4 separate regions of the Mus musculus genome follow, and all the other regions are linked to region 4. Evidence: chromatin contacts called from public Hi-C, HiChIP or PLAC-seq and promoter capture Hi-C data. All regions are on one chromosome and are shown on one strand. The core of a region is the stretch at or near the end of the contact, and the rest is flanking DNA. Distances in the headings are between cores, read along the strand shown. Region 1 overlaps Bsn (bassoon). Region 2 has its middle 11 kb from the start of Bsn. Region 3 holds the start of Sema3f (sema domain, immunoglobulin domain (Ig), short basic domain, secreted, (semaphorin) 3F). Region 4 holds the start of Traip (TRAF-interacting protein).

Region 1 (2,700 bases), core at 8-2,507, 170 kb before region 4:
TGAACATGCTTGGGGCTAGGGCATGAGAGGGGCACATCTCAGCTTCCAGGGAGCACACTGCACACACTGGGTAAGGCTTCCTTCTAGGAGGCAGAAAGGAGGAGCTTGGGTATACCCAGGGCCATGGGGTGGAATGGACATTACACAATCGTAAAAGTCCAGCAGCGCTGAGACTGGCCGTGCCTGTGGCCCAGTGTCTGAGTCTTTACCTTTTGGGTTTCTTTTGTGGGTGTTTGTTTGTTTGTTTGTTTATTTATTTTGAGGGAGGTATTTGGTTCTGTGAGACAGAATCTCTCTTTTTAGCCAAGGCTGGCCTCAAACTCATGGCAACTCTCTTGGGTCAGCCTCTCAAAATTATAGGCCTGAGCCACTGTACTGAGCTGCCCTGTGGTCCAGCGGCGTGGAAAGCCAGGTAGCTGGCCATGAGGTGTAGATCAGGATGGGCCACAAGAGCTGGCACACAGGCAGCTCCACAAACTCAGAGAACAGGCCTGTGGCCTCCTTTAGACAGTGTCAGGATGCCCAGCATCCCACACAACCCCACACAGTCTCCCAGTCCTCACTGGCCGGTGACTCAGAGACCACAGTTCTCACATGCTTTGGGGTTTCCCCATACTTCACCCCCCACACACACTTTACTTCCTTCCCCTTGTGTGTGGATTGGAAGCTCTAATGATCATCTTTGGTTTCCATGAGAACCGGGTGTGATGCTGTGCTCGGACACTTGTGCAGAAATGCCGCCTTGAACCACTGAGCTCCTCGGTACACGCCTTTACATCTCCCAACTGGAGCTGATGATTGTTCTTGGGAGATCTGTATCTTCCTGTCCCCAAAAGGACTAACAAGGCAGAGGTGGTCATCAGTCTCCCCGTTGTCCATTCTCTGGCTGCTCACCAAAGAGCCAAGCAAAAAGGACAGCCAGCCAGCCAACCTCCCTCTGCTGGGGCTGGGCAGGGCTTAGCAAGGGAGACAGTCATATTCTGAGTGGGTGAATGAATGAAGTAAGGAGATAAGACTCAAGGGAGAGAATGAATGGGTGGACGATCCAGAAACGGAAGGATCAGGGGTGGAGGTGGGGGCACATTGGGGTGGGGCTGAGATGGAGGTAGATTGAATGAATGAGTTGATACCTCAACAGCTGTGCTCAGACTCCTAGGTGTGGGCGTTGCACATGGCCTGCCTTTCACCCATACCCAGGAGGAGGCTTTGGCCAGTCCTCTGCCCAGCTCCTCCCAGCCTCCGTGCTTGTACACTGCTCCTGCTCCCAGTGGGCTGTGAAGGGCCTCCAGCAGGCGGGTCAAGTGCTTATTTTTAGCTCTTCCTTCACACACCGCCTTCTCCCCGCACCCCCCCCCCCCCGCCCGCCCTTTCTCACTGCTTACAAAGCAGAGCCAGGAGCAAGAGAGCCACCAGGAAGCTTTCCTGAAACCCGGCTGCCTCCATGAATATACCTGTGAAGGAGCAAAGTCCCAGCCAGCCTGTGACCACTGGCAGCATGCCTACTAAAGGCCTTACTTGTGGGTACAGATAAGCAGGCCTCTGCAGGGGCTAGCCCCGGACACGGGCTCTGCCTTTGTCCATGCTGCCCTTCCAGGGTACCCTCACTGTCTTTTAGATTGCTGCTTCTGGAGTGGGTTCAACAGACCAGAGGTGGTTCAGAGGTGTGTCTGAGGCAGCAAAAGTAACAGGACACCATTTTTTCCTATGCCTTGGCTCTTTCTCAAGACATAATGGTCTTTCTCATGGTACTGCTCCTGGGAGGAGCCCATGTCTAGGCACTGTGACAAGGGCAAGTGTGCACTGAGCAGTTAGTAGGGTGCTGTTCTGGGCTGGGCTAGGCTGTTACCCTCATTCCCATTACCTCATGTAGCCAAAGCAACATATTCCTGTCCAGCTAGACCTACTGTGGGTCTAGAACCCCTGACTCAGGGACCAGAGATGTCCAAGTCCCAGCCATGTGCAGTCAGCTGGGATTTGAAGAATTGGTTTCTAGCAGTCTTAGGACTTCCTGCTGATTCCTTTGACATATTTATCATGGCTTGTTTAGGGCTGTGGGTTCCAGGAAGGGCTTCTATCAGTCACTTCTCATTGCAGTGACCAAATTGCAGATAGAAGGAACTTAAAGGAGGCGAGGTTTGTTTTGACTGCCACTTTAGAGGGGACCATGGTAGCCGAGGTGGCACTGATTGTGGCAATGGAGGCTTAGGGCACAGCTCATTCACATCTTACCAGATCAGGAAGCAGAGAATTTGATCCGGAACCAGAAGTAGGTATCACCTTCAAAGACCTTCCCTTAGCAACCCATTACAGCTCCTTAGAATCTATGTCCAAAGGTTCCACCACCTCCCAAGCAGCACTAGCAGCTTCGGACCAAGTATTCAGACACACAGGCCTTTGTTTTGTAGGAACAGTTCACATTCAGACTATAGCAGTGCTGGTCCCTGTGTGTCATCGCCATCATGACCCTGTCTTCAGCCTTTAGCCCTGGTCCTGAAACTGAGTGATTTTTAAGAGTGGTGGCTAATAATAATGATAAATAGTGATGCGGGGCAGTGGCGGTGCACACTTTTAAGCCTAGCACTTGGGAGGTAGAGGCAGGTGTATTTCTGAGTTTGAGGACAGCGTGGTCTACAGAGTGAGTTCCAGGACAGCCAGGGCTACACAGAGAAACTCTTGTCTCGAAAAACCAAACCAAACCAA
Region 2 (2,700 bases), core at 73-2,572, 250 kb before region 4:
ATCCTAACACTTGGGAGGCAGAGGCAGGCGGATTTCTGAGTTCAAGGCCAGCCTGGTCTACAAAGTGAGTTCCAGGACAGCCAGGGCTATACAGAGAAATCCTGTCTCAAAACCATCCCCGCCCCCCAAAAAGAGGAGGTGGGGAGCAGGAGAGATGAAATGCTCTCCAGTTCAGAGCACTTGCTATTTGTTAGTCCTGAGGACCCAAGTTCAGTGGCTAACACCCACATCTGGTGTCTCAGCCTCCTGGATGCCCTCTTCTGGTCTTTGTGGGGACCCACACCCAGGACATACATTTAACATAGATACACTTACACATAAATAAAAACAGATCTTTAAAAGTGAAAAGGAAAATGAAAGGGAAAAGATAATCGGTGTGGTAGCACTTGCTGTTAACCCCAGCATTTTGGGAGGAAGGTAGATCTCTTTGAGTTCCAGGTCAGCTAGGATTACACAGTGAGGTCCTATCTTGAAAATAAGAAAAAAAGAAAGAAAAGTTATTTATTTTACTCACTTTCTATAAATTACTGTCTTTGATGCACGATGGCTAAGGCAGAGAAGTTGGCCACATTTTTCCAAACTAGCGTAAGGCAAGTTCCATTCCTAGGTGTGACCCCAACACTATTATTTTGTTTGTATTGTAGAAGATCAAGGTGTTTTTTTTTCCAATTTTTATTAGGTATTTTCTTCATTTACATTTCAAATGCTATCCTGAAAGTCCCCCATACTCCCCCCACCCACCCACCCACTCCCACTTCTTGGCCCTGGTGTTCCCCTGTACTGGGGCATATAAAGTTTGCAAGACCAAGGAGCCTCTCTTCCCAATAAAGACCAACATTTTAAATAAACCTCCTAATGAGGGATGGATTTACCACTTCTTTATGAGGACTCTAGAAGATGCAGAGGAGACAGTAGTTTAAAGGAGGGGTGCCCATCTGCTGGGAATTCCAGTGGTAGGAGCAACAGTTGACACCTACTTTGCTGAAGATGACTCGAATTTCATCTGAGACCACGTCTCTTGGGGGTTCTGTGAAGCCCAGATCTCTAGGCAGGTTCAGGACCAGAGCAAGGATTAGGTCTCAATTTGATAGTGGCTCCACAAGCACGCCAAGGAAGCCCCAGCTGACTAGCCCCAAAGGAGAACAATGTCTCCCGACTACCAGGAGATAGCGCTATAGGACTAAGAGGCCAGCAGTGGGCGGGGCTTGAAGAGGTGGGTTGTGGGTGGGAACAAGAATGCCGCAGGCATCAGAAAGTCGGGCTGTGTGCTGGAATGACTTAGGGAGGGAGGGGCTAAATTGCGCCAGCATAGCTGGGAAGGGAGGGGCCACCCGGATGTGGGCAGGACTGAAGCAGAGAGGCGGGCGGAGCGGTCCTCTAGTGGCGCTCAGGCTTCACTACCCTGCTGGGTTCTGAGAATGTGTCTGGTAATCCGAGGCTGTCATTCACATAATACATTCTCTCTCCTAAAAGGAAGCCTGCAGGGGAATGGGTGACGTTGAGGCCCTGGCTTTGCGCTGGCTTCTGCTCTGGGGTTTGAATTCTGCCTGCAAAGTTTGAATTCTGGTGTATTATATAGTCCTTAGGATTCTAACTACTCGTCCTAGCAAGATGGCTTAGTGTAAGGGCGGTTGCCTGAATTTGATCTCGTGATCCATATGTTGGAAAGAGAACTCTTGAAAGTTGGTTTCTGATTCAGATTACTAAACAAATAAACGTGGGTTGGGGAGACCCTCATCCTTTGCCAGCACAAAGTTCTCTCTTACTTTAAGACCTGTGCTCCATGGAGTCTAATTTCCACAATTTGGGTTTGTTGGATTTGTAGTCTCTCCTTCTTCGATCCTGAGAGCATCCGAGGCAGGGGATAGCCTGATAGGGTACTTCGGGATTTGGGAGCGTCTAGACTAGCAGTTAGGCACATCTGGTTGTTGGAGTCGTTTTAGTCTGTACTCCTGGGCAAAGAACATGACCCGAGAAACGAATGGGGATGGAGAATTGGTGGCTCATTCTCTTGTGGACCTGGGGCCTGAGTGCCCTGAAACGCCAGAGAATGCCTTTCCTCAGACTGTCCAGCTCCCGGCACACACTGGGAGAGCAGGTGATCGCTAGCTGGCCAAGAACGCTGTTGTTCTCTGTCTACAGGGTAGCTTAGTCTCAGGATATAGGGACAGATAAGTTTGGAGCCTACCACAATGGGGCAAGCTGAGGATAAGTCAGCCTTCCTACACAGTGACTTGAACTTAGTGCTCCAGGATCATGCCCCACTTCCCTTAGATACTAAGGGAACCTACGGTTAACAGTCTAAGGTTGAGAGCACACTTGGGGGTTGATCCTTTGGGGTCAAATGGCCTTTTCACAGAGGTTGCCTAAGACATTAGAAATCACAGATATTTACATTACACTTTACAACAGTGGCAAAATTACAGTAATGAAGTAGCAGCGAAAATAATTTTATGGTTGGGGGGTTACCACAACATGAGGAACTGTATCAAAGGGTCTCAGCTATGGGGAGGTTGAGAACCACTGTAAGTCTTAGAACGTCTTCTAAAGAAGGTCTTGGGAAAGAGAGGTGGAGCAAAGAGCTGGTCCAGTTAGTGTCAGAGGTGGGTGGACCTCTGAGGGAGTCTCTGAGAGGAAACTAGCTTTGTTTCAGATGCATTCATCCTCAGGGAGCCCAGGGTTGAGATGGGCAGGAACTGG
Region 3 (2,700 bases), core at 157-2,656, 240 kb after region 4:
CCTCGAACTCAGAAATCCACCTGCCTCTGCCTCCCAAGTGCTGGGATTAAAGGTGTGCGCCACCACCGCCCGGCTTTGTTAATGTTTTGAGTGAAGTATGACATTAGGGAGAAGATCAGATCGGTGCTGTCCCTCACTACAGCAGGTAGACATTTCCTCACCTTAAACAGCCAGGCCCTCTTGGAAGCATAGGAAGTACCCCACTTGTGAGTCAGGTGACCCTCAGTAGTATCCCAGCAGCCCTCTGATACCCACCTAATGCACACAGTCAGCCAGCCAGTGGGTCAGAGGAAGAGTGGCTCTTCTGGGAGTTGTAGCCAGGAAAAGGAGAGGATGGAGGAAGAAGAAAAGAGAAATGGAAAAGGAAGACAGGAGGAAAGAGGGGTAGGAAGGGGAGGAAGAAGACAAATGGAGGACTGAGTGGGGAGAGAGCAGAAGGCAGAGAGAAAGAAAGGAGGAAGACAGAAGAGAAGGGAGAGAAGAGGAGGGAATAGGAGATGGAGGACAGGGAGGAAGCAGAGGACAAAGAGGGCCAAAGCCTCCTGGGACCACAGCAAGAGTGTATGGGGAAGGGCTGAGAAGTGGTTCTGGCTGATGAGGCCATGACCTTGGGGGATGGGCTGCTCAGAGGGACCCTTCCTGGGGTCAGGGGAGGCTCTTGCTCAATTGTTGAGATTTGAAAGCAAGTGCCCTTTTCATAGCAGAGGGGTGGGGGGTATGCCTTGAGTCGTCCTCCTGTCATCTGGGTTCTCTGGAATATGGCACTGTAAAGGGAAAGTCTGTGAGGACCGCTGGCTTGAAATGAGACTTACTGGTGTTTGAGGTGATCACTTGGAGCATTTGGCTAGCTGGACAGAGCTAGTGGCTGGGCTGCACCCACTTGACCTACTCTGGAGGTAGCCATCTGTCGGAAGGTCCAGAAGTGCCAACCGTCCCAAGGGCTGCACCGCCACCTGCTGAGAGGCCTGGGCCATCCCAGGTCCTTCGCCGCTGGGCCGTGGCTGGCAGCAAGTAGGAAGGAGGAACGCGGAAGGGGGCGCGCAGGTGAGTGCTAGCTGGTTGCTCCCCTGCGCTCCAGCCCTTCTCACCAGGGAGTTGAATGCCCGGGTAAACACCAGGCGCGATGTGCGCCGTGTATCCACGGAGAGACAAAGCCAGGGCGGGGCGGGGGCGCCGCCCGCGATGCCAGGGCGGGGGTGCAGGGTGCAGAGCAGTCTCCCCTGGCGCGGGTTGCCCACCGCCTGGGAACCCTGAGCCCTGCCCGCGGACAGGTGGAGCGGGGGCGGGGCGGTGGCCGGGAGGGTCCCGCCCCGGAGGTGGGGCCGGGCGGGCCCGGCGGGGCGGGGCCGTGCTATGCAAATGTCGCCCACGGGCGGCCAATTGCCTGCGCTCCGCGCGCGGCTCCGAGCGTCCCGTCCCGCCAGCGGCCTCGAGACCTGAGCAGCTAGGGAACAAACCGCAGCGGTCCAGGGAGCCCCGAGCGCAGCGTAGAGCCAGGGTACGCTTCGAGGACCCGCGCAGCCCCGCTCGGTCTCCGGGCCCTAGTCAGACAGCCAGGCAAGCGCAGCGCCACCCGGCCGAGCCCAGCGCAGCGCTCTGTAGCCTAGCGCGCGCCACCGCCCGCGCCCCGCACCGGGGAATGCGCCCTCGGCGCGCAGGCCAGGGGGCGCCCGCAGCCCGCCCCGGGGGAGGCGGCCCCGAGCGCCCCTGAGCCTTTCCATGGCCCGGGCTAGGGCCCGGGGCCTCGGCTGCTGACGTGCACGAAGCCAGGGGACCCAGTGAAGCCGAGTCCGCGGTGCGGATCCCGGCTCAGGCTAAGAGACAAGAGGGCGCGGACAGGGCCGTGGCCCGGGGGGGGGGCAGCTAAAGCGGACCGGCCGGACGCGAACCTCTCCGCTGCTGCGGCGGCCACCGCTGCCCGGGCGCCCAGGCCCCGCCGCCGTGGACGAGGTGAGTACGGAGAGAACACGACCTCCCGACCCCACTAGGATCCGCGGCACTGCAACTCCTTAGAAGTGCGCGAGGTCTGGCGAACCGTGGCACACTGTCTGCGGGTACCAGGCGACAGAACTAGGATGTGCTTCATACCTGTCCCGGCGTCCTGAACCTCCCCGGTTCCCGGGCGCTGTAAAGATGTGTGTGTGACTAGGTGATGTGGCCTGCGGGATCACTGGTGTGTGAATTAACTTTTTCCACCCCCGCAAGGTTTTGGGTGGGTACCCTTACCCTCGTTGAGTGGGAGTTCGGATCCTTCTGTTTTAGTCCTCTGCTGACGCCTGCACTCTTTCCCAAACGGCGCGTTTGCACTGCCACAGTGTCTCTAATCTGAAGACCAGGTCAGCCCCAGGGGAAGGTCTAAATTGGAAGCCCCCACGTGGAGGGTCGCCCGGAACCGCAAGACAAGGGGATCTGTTTCCAAATGGGCTTTTCTTTCAGCCATTTGCCGATCTCCTGGCCCCCAGCTGCCTCTCGGTCCTTCTCCGGTTCAGGGGTCTCGGTGTAAGTGAGGTGTTGTTAAGTTGGAAGAGCCTGGGGTCAAGCCCCAGTTTGAACCACGGACCCTAGTGGTGAAGTGGGCAAGGGACCATGGGGGGTGGCGGGTTGTCTAGAGCAGGTGAGGTAAGGAAAGTGTCAAGATGAAGAGTCCTTTGGAACTAAGGCTGGGGTCCCAGCCGGACCTATAACTCCTCATTCTTGAAA
Region 4 (2,700 bases), core at 158-2,657:
TACCAAATTTTTAAAGCCAAATATGATTTCAAGAAACAGACCTAAAACATAATTACACAGGAAAGTCCAAGGTGAAAGCTTAGGGAGAGAGCAGGTGATACAAAGTAGCTTTAGTGGCGGGGTTACTTCTAACCTAACTACACAATGGCTCCTTAGGAATGGAGCTCAGGCCACACAACACTGTATTATGTGGTTTTGTTTGTTTGTCTTTTTGACACAAGGTCTGGGAAAATTCAGGCTGACTTTTGCCTTACTTATGTAGCTGAGACTAACCTTAAAACTCCCAATCATTCAGTCTCCACACTGTCCCTCCTCCCCAGCCTGTACTGGGATATGCAACACAACAGACTCTAAGGTCGGTTTTAAACAAAGCTTTGCAAATGGGAGACACCCAGAAGTGTTCACACCACTTCCTGCTTTGTGGGCCCTATTGCCCCTCAAAAACCTCCCAGTCTCCCAAAGGAGACCTCTCTTCTACCTTATTTTCTCTTTGGTTGGGAGCTTTGGATCAGCCTGCTCAGTTGCAAAGGGACTCTTTCGTCACCCACAAGACAACTGAACATCAGGACCCCTCGACGACAGGAACACACTTCCTTGCCATTCCAAGTTAAGCCAGGTGTACTGGAGTGTCTGATCAACGAGGTGTTTCTGGATAGAAACAATCCAAAGCATTCCAGCAAACGACAGACCCTTAAAGATTGCCAGAAACCTATCAGCATAAATTGGTCTGTTTCTTTTTTTGTTTTGTTTTGCGAGACAGGGTTTCTCTGTATAGCCCTGGCTGTCCTGGAATTCACTCTGTAGACCAGGCTGGCCTCGAACTCAGAAATCCGCCTGCCTCTGCCTCCCAAGTGCTGGGATTAAAGGCTTGCGCCACCACCGCCCGGCTGTTGGTCTGTCTCTTGACTCTCAAATAAAATACAATAGCTCGTTAGTGCAGTAAAAGCTCATCTTCGCTCAAACTAATAGTTTTGAAGTCATTTCTTAGCGCAATAAAGAAGCACTCTTTCACCGTGGGCTACCGGTATCACTTCCACCTGGCCCACTTCGGCCCAGGTTGGAAAGCTTCCGTGAGGCTCCTCTAATGTCGTCGTCACTTGTCTTAGTTCGGAGGAGGGATTGTCTCTAGGCCCGACACCCCCATAGCGTCTAAGTGGTTCTAGGACACGCACGGGGCCCTACACCGCCGTCACTCACCATTGCAGATGAAAAGTGTGGCCACAGTGGATGGCAGCCACGTCACGGGAGTGATCGAAGAAGTCGGAGCAGATAGTGCACAGAGCGCGGATAGGCATGATGGCTCGACTCAAGCAGCCCAGGGAACCAGCTGCCAGCGACAGACACAGTTTGGTGGCCGAACCGGCCACCGCTCCGGTTCCTTCAAATTTCGCTCCACCGCACGACTTCCGGTAGTGAACCGGAAGGAATAACAAACCCACGCCTGAGTGCTTCCCTCTGATTGGACAAACTTCGGGGCGGGGCGCTGGAGGGCTGTGATAAGCAGCCCGCCAGCCGTGCGGAATCCTGGGATTTAGCTCCTTCGGGTCTCCTGGGAGTGGGTCCCTGTTTCTACCGCAAAACCCTGCGATCCCCTGTGGCGTAAAACAGTGAAACTACAGTCTGACCCCTATCCCTGCTAAGCCGGGTATTGTCTCAAGCTAGAGCCGGTGCGAAGTGAACCAGACCCCTTCTTGCTGCACTTCAGGGCAGTCAAATAGACTGGAATGCCAAGAAAAGGGGATGATGGTACCATGGCTATGGAAAGTAATAGGCCATACGCTGGCAGCCCACAGTTCCCAAACAGAAAGAGGGCTCCCCACTTTCTAAACCTTCTACTATGGATCATCTTGGAAAGGTGGACACATTAAGTCCTAGCCCTTCGAACCACTACACTAGTCCTGGCTTTATTCAAATATGACCTAATAACCTTTGAGATTAGGTAGACACTGGAGCTAGTAATTTAGCCCTTTCCTCCCAGAATGCCTCATACCTGAGACTGTAGGATGGTGATTTTGGAGGTACAGATGCTTCAAAGACCAGGAAATAACAAACCCTCTTTATTATTCCCACATCAGATAATTTAAGGTCCTCCCTGAGAAAGGCCATCTTGAGTTGAAGCGAGGCTCCTTAGCGATTTTTACGGTATCGTTAGCAGTATTACTCCCTCAGAAGAAGCATACATAACTTTATAAAGTAGGTCTGCTCCAGCCGGGGAAGACAGAATGAAATCTTTTTGGTCTAAGTGGAAAGCACAGGTATTCACAGGAAGTAGGCATCAAGAAGCACAGAACTGTTGTGCAATCCCACCCTCTCCCCACTGTGCCCACGCGCAAGGTCACTTCCTATAGTGGTTGGCCCTGAGTAGATTCCACCTCTAAGTCCAAGTTAAGACAAAGGCTCTTTGTCAACAAGAATCGGAAAAGCGTCAGCCCTTCGGCGCTCAGCTCGGGATAGTTTTTAGCTGAAACACACCACTCTCGTGGGATTTTTAGCGTCCAGAGGAGTCCCATCAACATCATCCAGGTAGACACTGGAGAAGGTGACCTCCACTCTCACTCCAAGCAACACACTAAGCATCAACCGCTACCCAAAAACTGATCGTCCCACAGCCTCGTCCCTCCCGCACTGCCTTCCATAGGCTCCTCCCCAAGAGGACAGAGGAAGCAAAGGCAAGAGGGTGGCCAGAGGCTTTGCAGGGTG

The links. Promoter capture Hi-C pulls out the DNA fragments that hold promoters and counts their contacts. A called contact is a pair of places that touch in the nucleus more often than the background predicts. HiChIP or PLAC-seq counts read pairs in DNA pulled down with a chosen protein or histone mark.
Region 1: a contact with region 4 is called in a FOXA1 HiChIP or PLAC-seq map of pancreatic cancer cells. The contact joins the enhancer-like site here to the promoter of Traip in region 4. A contact is called at or near these places in 1 of 115 datasets of contacts at active chromatin or transcription factors (pancreatic cancer cells) and 3 of 9 other capture datasets (adipose tissue, liver and pancreatic islet).
Region 2: a contact with region 4 is called in a Hi-C map of CD8 T cells, with 2.2 times the contacts expected there. The contact joins the enhancer-like site here to the promoter of Traip in region 4. A contact is called at or near these places in 2 of 39 promoter capture datasets (both in liver), 1 of 15 datasets of contacts at CTCF or cohesin (the NIH/3T3 cell line), 7 of 484 Hi-C or Micro-C datasets (CD8 T cells, LSK cells, embryonic stem cells and 3 more), 4 of 115 datasets of contacts at active chromatin or transcription factors (bone marrow-derived macrophages, effector CD8 T cells and embryonic stem cells) and 1 of 9 other capture datasets (adipose tissue).
Region 3: a promoter capture Hi-C map of neural stem cells shows a contact between it and region 4. The contact joins the promoter of Sema3f here to the promoter of Traip in region 4. A contact is called at or near these places in 2 of 39 promoter capture datasets (liver and neural stem cells) and 2 of 9 other capture datasets (adipose tissue and liver).

The regions. Positions count from the first base shown.
Region 1 is chr9:108,118,763-108,121,462 of GRCm38.p6, reverse strand. The region is part of intron 3 of Bsn (bassoon); the gene reads left to right. Among named protein-coding and RNA genes, the nearest start is that of 4930447F24Rik, 14 kb to the left of the region's middle. Within about 2 kb of position 1,257, at least 143 of the 459 cell types and tissues checked have an H3K27ac peak or open chromatin away from gene starts, as enhancers often do. A contact at or near this core is called in pancreatic cancer cells and pancreatic islet, where this site is marked.
Region 2 is chr9:108,199,908-108,202,607 of GRCm38.p6, reverse strand. No RefSeq gene overlaps it. Among named protein-coding and RNA genes, the nearest start is that of Bsn, 11 kb to the right of the region's middle. Within about 2 kb of position 1,322, at least 165 of the 459 cell types and tissues checked have an H3K27ac peak or open chromatin away from gene starts, as enhancers often do. A contact at or near this core is called in CD8 T cells, bone marrow-derived macrophages and regulatory T cells, where this site is marked.
Region 3 is chr9:107,708,668-107,711,367 of GRCm38.p6, reverse strand. It overlaps Sema3f (sema domain, immunoglobulin domain (Ig), short basic domain, secreted, (semaphorin) 3F), which reads left to right and starts at 1,406. Exons shown (of 18, transcript NM_001379496.1): 1 at 1,406-1,950.
Region 4 is chr9:107,949,670-107,952,369 of GRCm38.p6, reverse strand. It overlaps Traip (TRAF-interacting protein), which reads right to left and starts at 1,407. Exons shown (of 15, transcript NM_011634.3): 1 at 1,198-1,407. The coding sequence starts at 1,295. It overlaps Camkv (CaM kinase-like vesicle-associated), which reads right to left. Exons shown (of 11, transcript NM_145621.2): 11 at 2,679-2,700.